Regions from separate parts of the Bicyclus anynana genome. Here region 1 is linked to region 2. The links are chromatin contacts, called in public Hi-C maps. All regions are on one chromosome and are shown on one strand. Each heading gives the region's core, a stretch centred on a gene start, on an enhancer-like site or on the middle of the called end of the contact. The rest is flanking DNA. Distances are from core to core; before and after follow the strand shown. Region 1 overlaps LOC112056919 (probable nuclear hormone receptor HR3). Region 2 overlaps LOC112056919 (probable nuclear hormone receptor HR3).

What was found. Hi-C and Micro-C count contacts between places; a contact is called where the count stands out from the background.
Region 1: a contact with region 2 is called in a Hi-C map of whole body, with 6 times the contacts expected there. The contact joins two enhancer-like sites. A contact is called at or near these places in 2 of 2 Hi-C or Micro-C datasets (whole body and whole larva).

Annotation. Positions count from the first base shown.
Region 1 is chr18:11,262,819-11,269,152 of ilBicAnyn1.1, forward strand. LOC112056919 (probable nuclear hormone receptor HR3) reads left to right here. Exons shown (of 11, transcript XM_052887007.1): 4 at 5,597-5,765. Among protein-coding and RNA genes, the nearest start is that of LOC112056920, 33 kb to the right of the region's middle. Within about 2 kb of position 4,538, at least 8 of the 8 cell types and tissues checked have open chromatin away from gene starts, as enhancers often do.
Region 2 is chr18:11,207,475-11,213,903 of ilBicAnyn1.1, forward strand. All of the region lies in intron 1 of LOC112056919 (probable nuclear hormone receptor HR3), which reads left to right. Among protein-coding and RNA genes, the nearest start is that of LOC112056919, 82 kb to the left of the region's middle. Within about 2 kb of position 2,312, at least 5 of the 8 cell types and tissues checked have open chromatin away from gene starts, as enhancers often do.

The sequences.
Region 1 (6,334 bases), core at 3,288-5,787, 58 kb after region 2:
ACCTCGACTAGGTTATTCTTTTTTTTAAACGAGTTAGGCCTTGATTGCGATCTCACCAGATATTAAGTGGCAATGCAGTCTAAGATAGAGGCGGACTTATTTGAAGGGGTATAAGTTTACTCTACCCATGCCTCTGATGGTTTCTACGCGGCATCGTACCGGAACGCTAAATCGCTTGACGGCTTTGCCGGTACCCTACCGGTAACTAGCCACGGCTGACACCTCCCAACAGACCAGACCTGAGTCAATTTAGATCCTAAACAAGCTCGTTCTGGGAATTGAACCTATGATCTCTATGTTGAGCACCACAGTACTCACATACCTAGATGTCGCGTGCTAACACGAACGAAATTACTGGTGTCAACAATTTAATATTCCATTATGCATGAAACAATTTACAAAGGAAACAAGTTCTTGAAGTTTTTTAATTAATGAAAACAAGTTTTAATAACAATAACCTTCTTTTGCTGAGCCGGTTAATTATGGATTCGCATGTATTTCGCAATAGTGATCTATTTGCTGTGTTACGTAGAACATAAAAACGTACACACATACACACACGTTCCGCTTCACGCCTGCGTCGTTACACAATACATAGGGATGGGGCAAACGTAGACAATTAATGTTATCGATAAATTAGAGCTTTTGTGAAATCTCACTTAACGGAGCAGTCGAAAATGTTAGAGCTTATGCAATAAAAATGGAAAATATTATATTATTATTATTAATATTATTTAAAAAATAATAACTTTATATACTTTAAAAAAGGTTTTTTAAAAAAAAACACATACACAACAACTCGTAAATAAGAGGAATTTTACAACAAGTTTTTTAAGACAAGCGTTTATATAGAAAGAAACAGAGGAGTGTAAATAAAAATACTTTAAGAACCTATGTCGTTACATTTGTAGTTAGTTTCGACTGAAGACCTATAAACCGAAACCTGAATGAATATAGTAACATTACATCGATAAATGTATAATTATGTACTTACCTACAAATATATCATGACCAGACAAGAGTATGTATTACTGCTGTTCGAGATGACGTAAGAATTCTAAAAATAGCCCAGATTTGTACATTTTGAAGTTATGGTGGAATAAAGAAATTTACATACATACATGAAACTCAAAACAATACGCATTTTCCATGGGAAACTGACTTTCTCTGAAATATTCTATATATATATATATTTTGCATATCCATCATGTTACAAAAAAACGGGTTTTGCGATATTCATATTCATAATAAATTTTGTAAGTTAGACAGTAGAAGCAAGGTAGGTAGTTGCACTTTACAAAAATACTCACCAGCTACGCGGTTCCATCTTATACTGGTTATGGTTAAATATTTATTATTAAAATTATCAACTTCAATTCCATAACAAAAACAGTGCTCATCTTTGTTTGAAACAATGTGATTTTATTTTTTCATTCTGCATTTTATATTCGTAAGTACCATCATGACTCTGCATAACATGCTTGAAATGTAATTAATTGTCGTGATTGGATAGCTTCGTATGAAGTAGATTAATTTAATGAAATACGCTATAAGAGATCACCTGACAAAGTCCAGAGCTCGATTCCCAGAATTCATTTAAGCAATGATAGAATGAAATATGAACGAAACACGAGAGACAATAATTTTTAAAAAGTCCATAATTTGAAACTTTAATTTGAGGAATCTGTTGGAGAAACTTCAAAGCTAATCTAAAAAGACAATGGAATATTTTTAATGAAATATGAAAACTTTAAATTAAATATTTTACGCCATGAGAACGTACTCGATTTATTCAGATACCTGTGTCTTTCGATAGACAGAAGAAAATAATATTTTTCTCCCTTTGTTTATTGTACCCATCTCATCTTATATTATCAAAAATATTTATGGAATTACGAGTAATGTGTAATATCAAGAAATACAATTTTAACCTTTTATTTATGAATGTATATAACAATTTTATAATTTATTTTAAATTATACATCAAGTAATCAAGCCTAACCAAAATGCAACTTATACTATTGTCGGTTTAATACTGACGATTGTAATGTTATCGATAAAATAAATATATTGAACTTTAGCAGTCACATCACTAGCAACATTACGCAATGCGTCACTGGTCTCGTTATGTGTAGAGTCAGAACTTCAAGTTATTATCTGCTTTTTATTGATACACACTAAAAGCAATTACGATGATTAGATAACTATTGTATAACATTGTAGCGGTGAATATTAAGGAACTTAGTGGCTTTACAGATTGAAGCAGAATTTTCGAGACTAGACGCGTTTGAAGTTTTCATAGCTTTGGTATTAAATTAACCAGTGGACGTCCGTGATATTGTCTGCGAGAAAATTAATGTTGATTGCTGTTCTTTTATTGGTAATTTATATTTCAACGATAGTCAATGTACCAATTTCCGTGAAGACAACAAAAAAAATGGCAGATTTTTAAGAGAACTTTCAATCGTTATTTGCAACACTTTATGTGTACCTATAAGTTTTTACAATTTTTCGAAAATGTCACTTAAGACCTTTCAAGCTATATTGCTTAGTACTCTTTTCTATTTATATTTTCTCGACTTATGGTACACTATATGTTTTACCACGGTTCTAATTTATCTTCCCACCTTCTCTAAACCTTTAGGAATACGTCGTAGTATAAACTGCCTAGCATCATACGTGTACCTATCCTTACATTTACACTGGCAATTAAACTTTCCAAATCAAAACAGCGGCTGAGATAAGCATAGCGGTAATATTTATCACTCTTTAACTAGTTTGTAATTGCATTATGTTCATTTTGGATCGTAAATAATACAATGCTTGTTTAGCATAAAACAATTACTTGGCTCCATGTTCTAACTCCACAATGATAAGCAAAATAAGTGTTTCATAGAATCATTATTTAATATCAATATTAATGATTAGTAAAGGCCGTCGCCCTGAATTGTTTCTACAATCAATTAATTATATCAGCCCTTCATTGGCAGAATCTCTCTCACTGAATATTGTGTTCTTGTAAAGCGTTAAAACAATAATTATGTCATCTTCATGCAAAATATTAATTTACTCCTTTGGTTTTGAGATTGCAATTTTTAAATATTGTAAAATAAAATAAGAAGGTATAAGTATTATGCATATAAAATTCGTTACTTTTCAGTAGTTTGGAATAGTTTTATTTTATTAATAAATGATGAATGTAAGCAATAACTTCACCCAGATTCAACACACACCATAAGTAAGTTTTACCATACTATTTACATTAGGAAACCGGAGCATTCTATGATGATTTTGTTGCAATCTCTTTCACCCATGACTTAAACATGAATGAAACTGTAAATCAGTAATTTTCTGCAACATTTACAAGAAAATATTTTTCTTAGGCTCCACGCATTATAATAATGTTAGCTTTTATATAATAAAACCTTTTTGTTCGCTCTAAACATCAATCATTCGCGAATGATTGACAAAGCGATTTATGGCCTTATTTTTGTATTTAACGCATTTTTGATTCATCGAATCGTTCATTCGAATCATATTTGCATTCTTTCATTCTTCTTCACGATATCGATATATTTTGCAGTCACCTCACTAGCGCGTTATATAGTATTGCACAATCCGTCGCGTCACTATACGCTCGGTCGACGTCTCGCTATGCGAGTACTCGTGACGTTACTTATAATTTATACATACAAGTTATTTCTAGTGTTCGTACTGGATTGGTCATTTTTTCAAGTACCTCTCTGACTAAGTTGGGTAAGCATTGCTTCTAAAAAGGTCCCTGGTTCGATTGACCGCTTAAATTTTGGAAGTATATTTTCCAAATAAAATTTATGCACGCCACTGGTATAGACCAACTTTATATAAAACCACCCTTATATCCCGTTTTAAAATTAGCTAGGCACCTTTTCTTTAAAGTCGGCTTTAAAGGTGGATTCGTAAAGGTATTCTCTTTGACGTGTAAGAAAAGAGTTATTGGGCGTGGTTGAAGAAAAATAATCAAATAAAATATAAATGAATGTTAAAAGCAAGAATTTTCGTGAAACGGTTACAGTTCAACGACCTCTTAATGTTATTCCCTAATACGAAAAGCAATAAAGCAAACTCCATAAATCATAAATAATCAAAATCGCTGGCTCCTTTATGCGTAACAAGAAATCTTTTGTAAGAGTCTAGACAAAATAGTACTTTTGTCCGAAAAACCTATAAAAATAGGACGTTAAACTGAAGGACACCGTCCCAAAAATTTCATCCACTCAGCAAGAGCTCTAATCCTATATCAAATGTTCGAAAAGCAAGCTCAATTCATATTGGATTCTCGAACATAAATAACCAGGATCAAAGACCTGTTCCTACATAAAACTTATAAGCCTACCACGGCTCGTGTTACTGGCCGGGTTCATCGAACGTTTTAACAAAAGAAAAATATTATGTACCACCGAAAACCGCGTCGATAACACGACCAAATTGAATGGCGTAGCTATAAGTGAATAATTGTTCGGCCGTAAAACGCGTTTGTATTCGTTCGGCTTATAGAACGGGACCACTCTACGTAGGATATATACGTCACTACGCGTCGTCAAAGTTCGTTGTTCTACTAGGCAGTATGCCAATGGCCGCTTGTCCCGCACGCACACATCTCAAGCAAACAAGATTACTTCTACATGCGTACACATTCGCACACACGCGCGTTTGGTTGTGTAAACTGTTGAGTAATATATTGTATTACCTACATTCAAATAATGTATTTAAGTAATTAATTGTTTTTATTAATAGCGTAGGTTTTTGCGTGGGAATTTTATGATAAGCAACGTTTTTTTTTTGTTGGTTACGTCATTATAATCGAAAGTAGAGCCATAGCGGCGAGTAGCGGAAACAACAATTCTAAATTCAAATGTTTGATCCTTTTTTTGCACTGATTTTTATTTTAGTAATTAAAAAAAACAATTATACACTACACTATAAAATTTATACTTTTTCATTAAATTTTGATTATGCTTAAAAGCGTTATAAATTTGAATAATAATATTCCTTATTTTAAATAGTCAAAACAGTCCTTAGCTTATGCATATAATGTCTCAAGGGGAGTTTGGACACTCGCACTAAAAAGACTTGTATTTAGAGAGGCCTCATTCAAGGAAACCTTCATCTTCAGGATCTTAGTTAAGGGTTTAACACCGGTCACGCTTACTTTGGGGCTATTGATGTGTGTATTGTCATAATATATTTATTTCCTTCAACCTTCCATCCGTTCATGCTAAAATTATAAATGTGAAAGTAAGTCTGTCTTGAAACAGAGAATTTTCTTAATTCTCTGCGTGTGTGAAGTCTGCCAATCCGCATTGGGCCAGCGTCGTGAACTATTGGCCTATCCCCTCTCATTCTGAGAGGAGACTTGAGCTCTGCAGTGCGCCGAATATGGGTTGATACCAAAGTCTGTCTTTAAGTAACCTTCATGGCTATACCGATAAAATAAATTTTAGTACAATGATAAATAGGACTTGGGAACAGAACATAACAGAATTTAACGAAAAGTATTCTATTATATTTGGGATAATTCCAGAGTGGTGGATCATATATTTCTTTTTAATTTCAGCGGTGAAATTCGGGCGCATGTCAAAGAAGCAACGCGAGAAGGTCGAGGACGAGGTCAGATACTTCCAGGCGCAGCAGACGCGTGCGCAGGCGGACTCGGCGCCCGACTCCGTGTACGACACACAACAGCAGACGCCCAGCTCCAGCGACCAGTTCCATGGACACTACAGGTACTGGGATTTTATATTTTTGGAGCTTACTCCTTAAGTATTTTTTTTTTCGTGTTGAGTAAGTGCCGATGGCTCCATGTGGGACCACTACAGCGTCACCGGGGGGTTTGGGCGAGCGCAGAAGCATCGCCTGATGAGACCCGAAGGCTGAAATAAAGATAGAGGACGGAACGGCTCTCTAAGGACGTCTCCTATGAGACTCGGACCTCGGCTTAGATGGCCATTCGGGAAGGTGTAACCGTGACCTCAGTGAATCAGTCCGGACGCCCCCGAGATCCTGCTTAAGAATCGATTTTTCACATATAACCACACGGTATGAAAAAAGAATGGGTAGTAAAATTCGATGAATGAATGACAGCGTTACGTTTTTTGTGCGCAACCTAGTCTGCGCACCTTGCACTTTTTCAGGCGTAAGTATTGAGACGTACATAGTGTATACAGCGGGGCAACATATACCTATTTAGACAGTGGATCTGAAAGAGTAAGCTCCATTCGTGCGTCGGAGCTGACACACTTTATTTATTTTTTTAAAACATATTTATATTATTTTATTTGATAAAGTAGTGAAA
Region 2 (6,429 bases), core at 1,062-3,561:
TTTATATAGGTCACAAGATGTTCTACATTTTGGGCTAGTAGGTCTCTATTGGCCCTAATCTGACCCCAGCGGCCTTGCGGGCCAAGTTCACCGTTATTTGGAGGTCGGGCCGATTTCGCGGACTATGACCTAGATTGTTTTTGCGTGCATTCGCAATGTTATTGTTTAATTGGTTCACCTTATTCGTTCATTTTATAAACATTTAATATTTAAACTGCCCCAGTGATCGAGTGGTTATGTAGATTCAGTCCTAGGTTCGAATCCATCATCATCATCATCATTATATCAGCGATGAACGTCCACTACAGGATATGGGCATTTTGATGTGTCTTCCAATCACCACGATCCTTAGCCGCCTGCGTCCAATGACTCTGCGTTTCAATTGATGTCATCAGTCCATCTGCAGTGGCGTGCATAAGGTTGTCGATCGGGGTATGCACTAGTAATAAAAATTAACCAAACTGGGTAAATTTGTCATCATCATCTTCATCATATCAGCCGATGGACTGCAGGACATGGGCCTTTTGTAGGGACTTCCAAACATAACGATACTGAGCAACCTGCATCCAGCGAATCCCTGCAACTCGCTTGATGTCGTCAGTCCACCGGGTGGGCATAGATCGGCCCTTCGCCCGATGTGTAACTCTGAGCTTTCTTATGACGTATGAAGTCTCGAATCTATCATACTAAGCTTTTCGTTTTTGTTTTTTTTTTCATTTCAGTACAATTTCTCATCGCAGAGTTAACAACTTGGTTGTCTTTAAAGGCCTATGCCTCGTAGAGCACGATAGGCCATTGGTTCCGATCATTATCATTACATTTGATAGTGATACTTGTCATTTAACTGGCTTAGATGAAGTCATAATGAAGTCATAAAAAACCCAATTTATAAAACCAAATTGACAAACGTTTCACAATTTTAAATTTCGTATACAAATCACGTTTTGTACAGTCGGCAACAGATATTAACATCTATGTTTCCTGAGATGATCTCTTGAACGATAGTTATAGTTACAAGAGGTCTGGTCCTATAAAACTATACCACTTACCAGCGGCGAAGAGTCCAACAAGCCGATTCCCACCGGGTTACCGTTTCCGTACAAATCCATAGGTACATATTCATTACTGTAATGATTATGAGGTATATATTTGAAACCGTATTACGCGGTATGAATTTCCTTTTCATTGGGTTACCTATGATAAAATTCCAGCCTTCGCCACTGCCACTACATTTATTACTGTAGCACTTGTATTAAAATGTACTACTCAGTTTCGTTGAATAAATTACTGATAATGACAAGGATCAAGGGTTACCATAATATAAGAGTAAACTATTAACAACCCACCTCGGTGCTGAGAATTTTTACTGAAAAATTCTAGAAATAATGAAAAGCTTGTACGTGACACCTGACATAGCTCGTAGTCGCGAAGCTGAAGTGACAATAAGCAGGTTACACAATTCAAAGAGCCCGTTGACGTTGTGGTCTCAAGGTGCTGGAATGTCACCGTAGAGGGAAAAGCAGTGTTAGGTTATTCGACCCCCCCACAAGGTGGACCAAGGAAGCCTCAATAGCTCAACGGTAAGAGCGGTCAGACTCATCACCGAGGGGTGGTGCTTCGATCCCCACCCCGTTGGTCTATTTTGTCTTTGCCAACTAGTTGGAGGGGAATGGGAATATTGGTCATATTATAAAAAAATGGCAAACTTCTTTGGCCCATTTTTTAGTCTTGCTTCTTATTAGATGTCCAGTCCATTTCCATTTTACTTTTCTAATTTGGTTTTTAATAACTATAATCTTAGTTTGTTTTCTAATTTTTGTTAATCGAACTTTATCTTTTAATTTTATGTTAAGTATACTCCTTTCCATTCTGTATTAACCACAGATATAAGAGCTAACTAGATTTATAAAGTGTCAATTCTTTGTATTGAAACCAGCGAATCCAGGGTCGTGGCCTAAATGGCTGTTTAATATTTAGTGAAAAATCAAATATGTCACCCTTACTTTAGAGAAATGGTGGTTAATATTTAGTGAAACATGTCACCCTTACTTTAGAGTTGAATATTATTTATTTCTTTAGTCACAGAACAAAACAAGACTGCTAATACATGTGCGGACACGCTTGCGATGTTCCGCACACCCGGGTGTACGCGGGCCACGCCCTTTGCTACTTCTATTGCTAAAAGCGTCAGCTTTTAGCGTTGTCTGTTCTGTGGTATTCACAAACTTCGCTAGCTACACTACTAGCTACTAAATGATACATGACTTGGCTGGTTTAGCAGATATAAATACGTGTCACTGTACAACGCACCGCCATTGCTGTGTGTCGTGTATTGCGCAAGGAGCCGCCACATGTTACACAGGCGCGCTTTCACACACCACTGTAACAACACTGTTACATTGTTGCTATTATCTGTCTTATAAATCTATATTTAAAAAAAAAACTTGTAGTAGTTGAGCTGGAAATATTACCGCCTTTACACACAGAACTTAAATCACTTTTAACCTGTTTCTTGTATATTTTTTATCATCATTTTTGAATGATTTTAGTCAGTTTTAGCCTAATTTTTAAACCCATGACCGCCTTGATTGTTTTATGTCTCAAATCAGAATAGGGATTATGCATGTGATTCGAATTAAGGACTCGTATTATTTTTATTTCATATTGGTATATGTATTAATATTCAAAATAATATTTTTTTTATTCACTCAGTTTATATAATAACAGATTTTGATTGTTAAAAAGTGTGTAAATTCTCCGTAAAAATCCATCCATCCGATAGAAGATTACATCGACTCTTCCTATTCACACTATGTGGCCCGCCCATTGCCACTTCAGCATCGCGACTAGTTAAACTATGTCGTAGACTCTGCCGATTTCCTCATGATAAAATAAGTTTTGAATAAAAATAATAATTAATAATTCTAAAACAACCCTCTCGGACAAATCAACGCGCCTTTATTAATATTTTAATCTTAATCCTTTAACACTTTCGCTGCGGCATTGATTTTTCTGTACTTTCCTCTGGTGTGGTACGAGGTCCATCGACCTCGTAATTCTTGAACACGCTAGACGTACAAGGTCAATTGACCTCGTACCGCAACGAACATGTTAAAAGAATACCTATTTCATAAATCAAAGAAAATATATAAAAAACCGTACTTATGATAATACGGTGTGATAGGCGCCCCAGAATATAAAAACCACAGCTTAAAGACGGAATTTACAAAGATATGAAGAGTCCTTTATACATATTCGAGAGTCCTCGACCTTGAGAGCCCGTAGGGCGCTTACAAAGGAGGATTGAAATGAAACGTCGCTTAATGCTTCCCTTTACATGTTGTTCTATAAATATTATAAGACTGTAGAAACAGAAATCTAGTAGAATAATCTATACTAATATTTTAAAAGAGGTAAAATTTATATATCTCCAGAACTGATTTTGAAAATTCTTTTACCATTATAAAGCCACGTTATTTGTGAATGTCATAAGCTATATATTACATCTTCGTGTTCTCACGGGAAAGGGAACTACTCGTAAAGCCGCGGTGCGTCGGCTAGTATCAAATAGTGTTGAAAGATCTTTTATATTACATTTAAAAGAAAATGTAATATAAAAGATAAATTTTGAAATCCTATTTCGCACCGTTCGTTAGTCGGTTTTTAGACGTTTGGTTAGTCTGCGAGTAGTGAAAAATTCGCATTAAAATCTGTTTAGAAGTAGTAGTATTCTAATTTAATAGGATTTTTTTAAGTTTATTTCAATGTGCATTTTGTAAGAAAAAAGAATTACTTCTTTAATTCTTTAATATGAAAATTTAAGCAATAATAAAAAAAAACAAATTACATAACATTATAAGAAATATATATTTCATTTATTATTAATTACGTTTTACAATATTGCTTTGACTGATAAACGTTACGAAGTTTTTTTTTAACTAACACACGACAGGAATCAGCGCCATCTAGCGGCAAGTAGCTGTATCAATGCAAAATGAAAACATAATCAGTAAATAAAATTCCTAAACACATATTTTTTACATTAATAAGAATTTAGGAATACTTGAACAAAATAAATAAAAATTAAATACTATTTAAATAGACGCAGACTAACAATATTTCACATTGAAAAGTTGTTTGAAATAAATTAAAACAGCAAGCCATTTTTGTTCTACAGAATACCTATTTCGCACAAAAAATTCCTATGCACTTCAGAGTAAAATTGTTAATTATTTGAAAATGAATTTTATTTAGTGCTGCAACTTGCTAACAGATGTCGCGCGGCGAGTCTTCTACCGCATTATGTCATTTAGAAAAAAAAAATTGTTTCAGCCTAGGTAATCGGTCACTGACTTGTAATGTTTTTCCTACATTATCCGATAAATGTATGTATCTGCAAATTATCTTTAATCGTCTGGATGTATATTTTTATGATATTTCCTGTCTGGGGCAATCACATGTCAGACTAGTACAATAGATAATATTGACATGATTGGATATTATTTTAAAATAACACGTTTATGTTTACAATAAAGGTTGCCTGTGTATCGGGGCGTGCGCTCAGGAACTGTTCGATCTTGTGCCACCTTTGCCGTTCTACCACAGGACAGATAGGCATCGTAGAGATTCGCACCGTTACATACAAAATAAAAAAAAATACCATAAATATGTTAATTTTCTTGGGCAGGGAACCTTCGTGGGCATATAGCGTAATAAAAAAAAGTTTTATCAAAATCACCTTAATCATTTTGATACGTAGAGCGGGCAAACATACAATAGTTATTTTTTTTATTTATACAGTTCTCTGGTTTGTTTATCAAAAAACTGTTGCCTAGCAACCAATCACCTACAAGCAGATGATAATTTAATTACATATGTTTATGCATTGTTGATGCTACTTCAGTTCATATACACAACTATTAAATTGTACAATCAAATGAAAACCGTCATAATTATAATAGAACATAAAAATAAGCCTCAATAGTTCCGTCGTACTCAACACCGAAATGTCATGGGTTTGATTCCCGTCGTTTAGACTATTGTCTTACGCAATCCTAACACAGTCATCACGATAAACTGGCCAGGAAAGGGAATAACAAAAAAAAAAAAATGAAAAAAAATTACCAAAATTATCAGACTTAGGCCACTTTGGTTTAGGATATTTTGCTTTTTTCCGCAAAACAATTACAAATCTATGACGAAACTCCACACAGATACAAACACTTTCATATTTTTAAGACTGGTAAGTTACGCGGACAAATTAGCAGGTAACTGATAGTAATATTATAATCTCCCCCAAATAAAGGTTGATAACCTTAATTTTGACCTTTTTAAGCGTATCTCGCTGAATCACCGCTTTATCTGTCTATCTAGATCTAAAACCAGACGAGACGAGATGACCTAGATATTAGACTTTGAACGATAAGGCGCTAATACCTAACTAGGGCCTAAATATGCGTGACTTTCAAATGCGAACAAAAGGCACGCATATTAATTAGTAAAATAAAATTTGACAGATATTTTTTTGAAAATTCATTTTATATTTTGAAAGGAGTTAGTTAGGGATGCACCCTTATACACACTAATACATTCTGCTGTGTAATCTAATATTCACACTAATACTCATAACTACTAATATTATAAAATTTGTAGTTTTATATAATGATTTATTTATTTTGCTATCATCCGCGAAAAGTCGACGAACCCACGCGACAACGTCACCCAGGTCCGACAAAATACTCTCTACGTACGTTTCACCCCGAAACCGCACTCTCGAAAGACTCTAAAGACTCTACAACGTGCAATTGCACGTTGTAGAGTCTTTAGAGTCAACATCTCCTGAGGATGCTCCGGTTTCGGGGTCATTATATAATCATGATGAACTTCCGCAAAGTAACGCCTGCTTCTATCCAATATTTGTAGTTTTGTAGGCTTATATGGATCTACTAAACCGATTTTGAACCGATTGTCGTCTGTCCACCTAAGGTTTGACTATCACAGCGCTTTCCTATTATCCTAGCACCTAAAGATTTTTACGTCAATCGGCGGCTCTTCAAACTATGTAACGCTTCAGCTTCGCGACTCCATGAGTTGGGTCGTTAATTTTGTTTCTTCTAAGGACTCTGAGCTTTCTCACTACAGTTATAATATTAGTCAGGATTTGCAAAGATTCAATCAGACAAAGTAACTTTGGCTATCTGGTATGTAGATGGATTCCCAGAAGATCCATATTGGTTACAAAATTATAATAAAAAATAATGGTCATGGTGTTAATGTTTTAAGACAATGCAATTAATCATTCACATTAAATCTGGTGTCTTTAAGTGGTTTTATATACAGGGTGTATTTTTTATTATGGGTAAGAAGGAGTCGTGTTAGTTATTTTGTAGATTTGTCTCTAAAGATTATGTTTTCAAGAGTGTTGACATA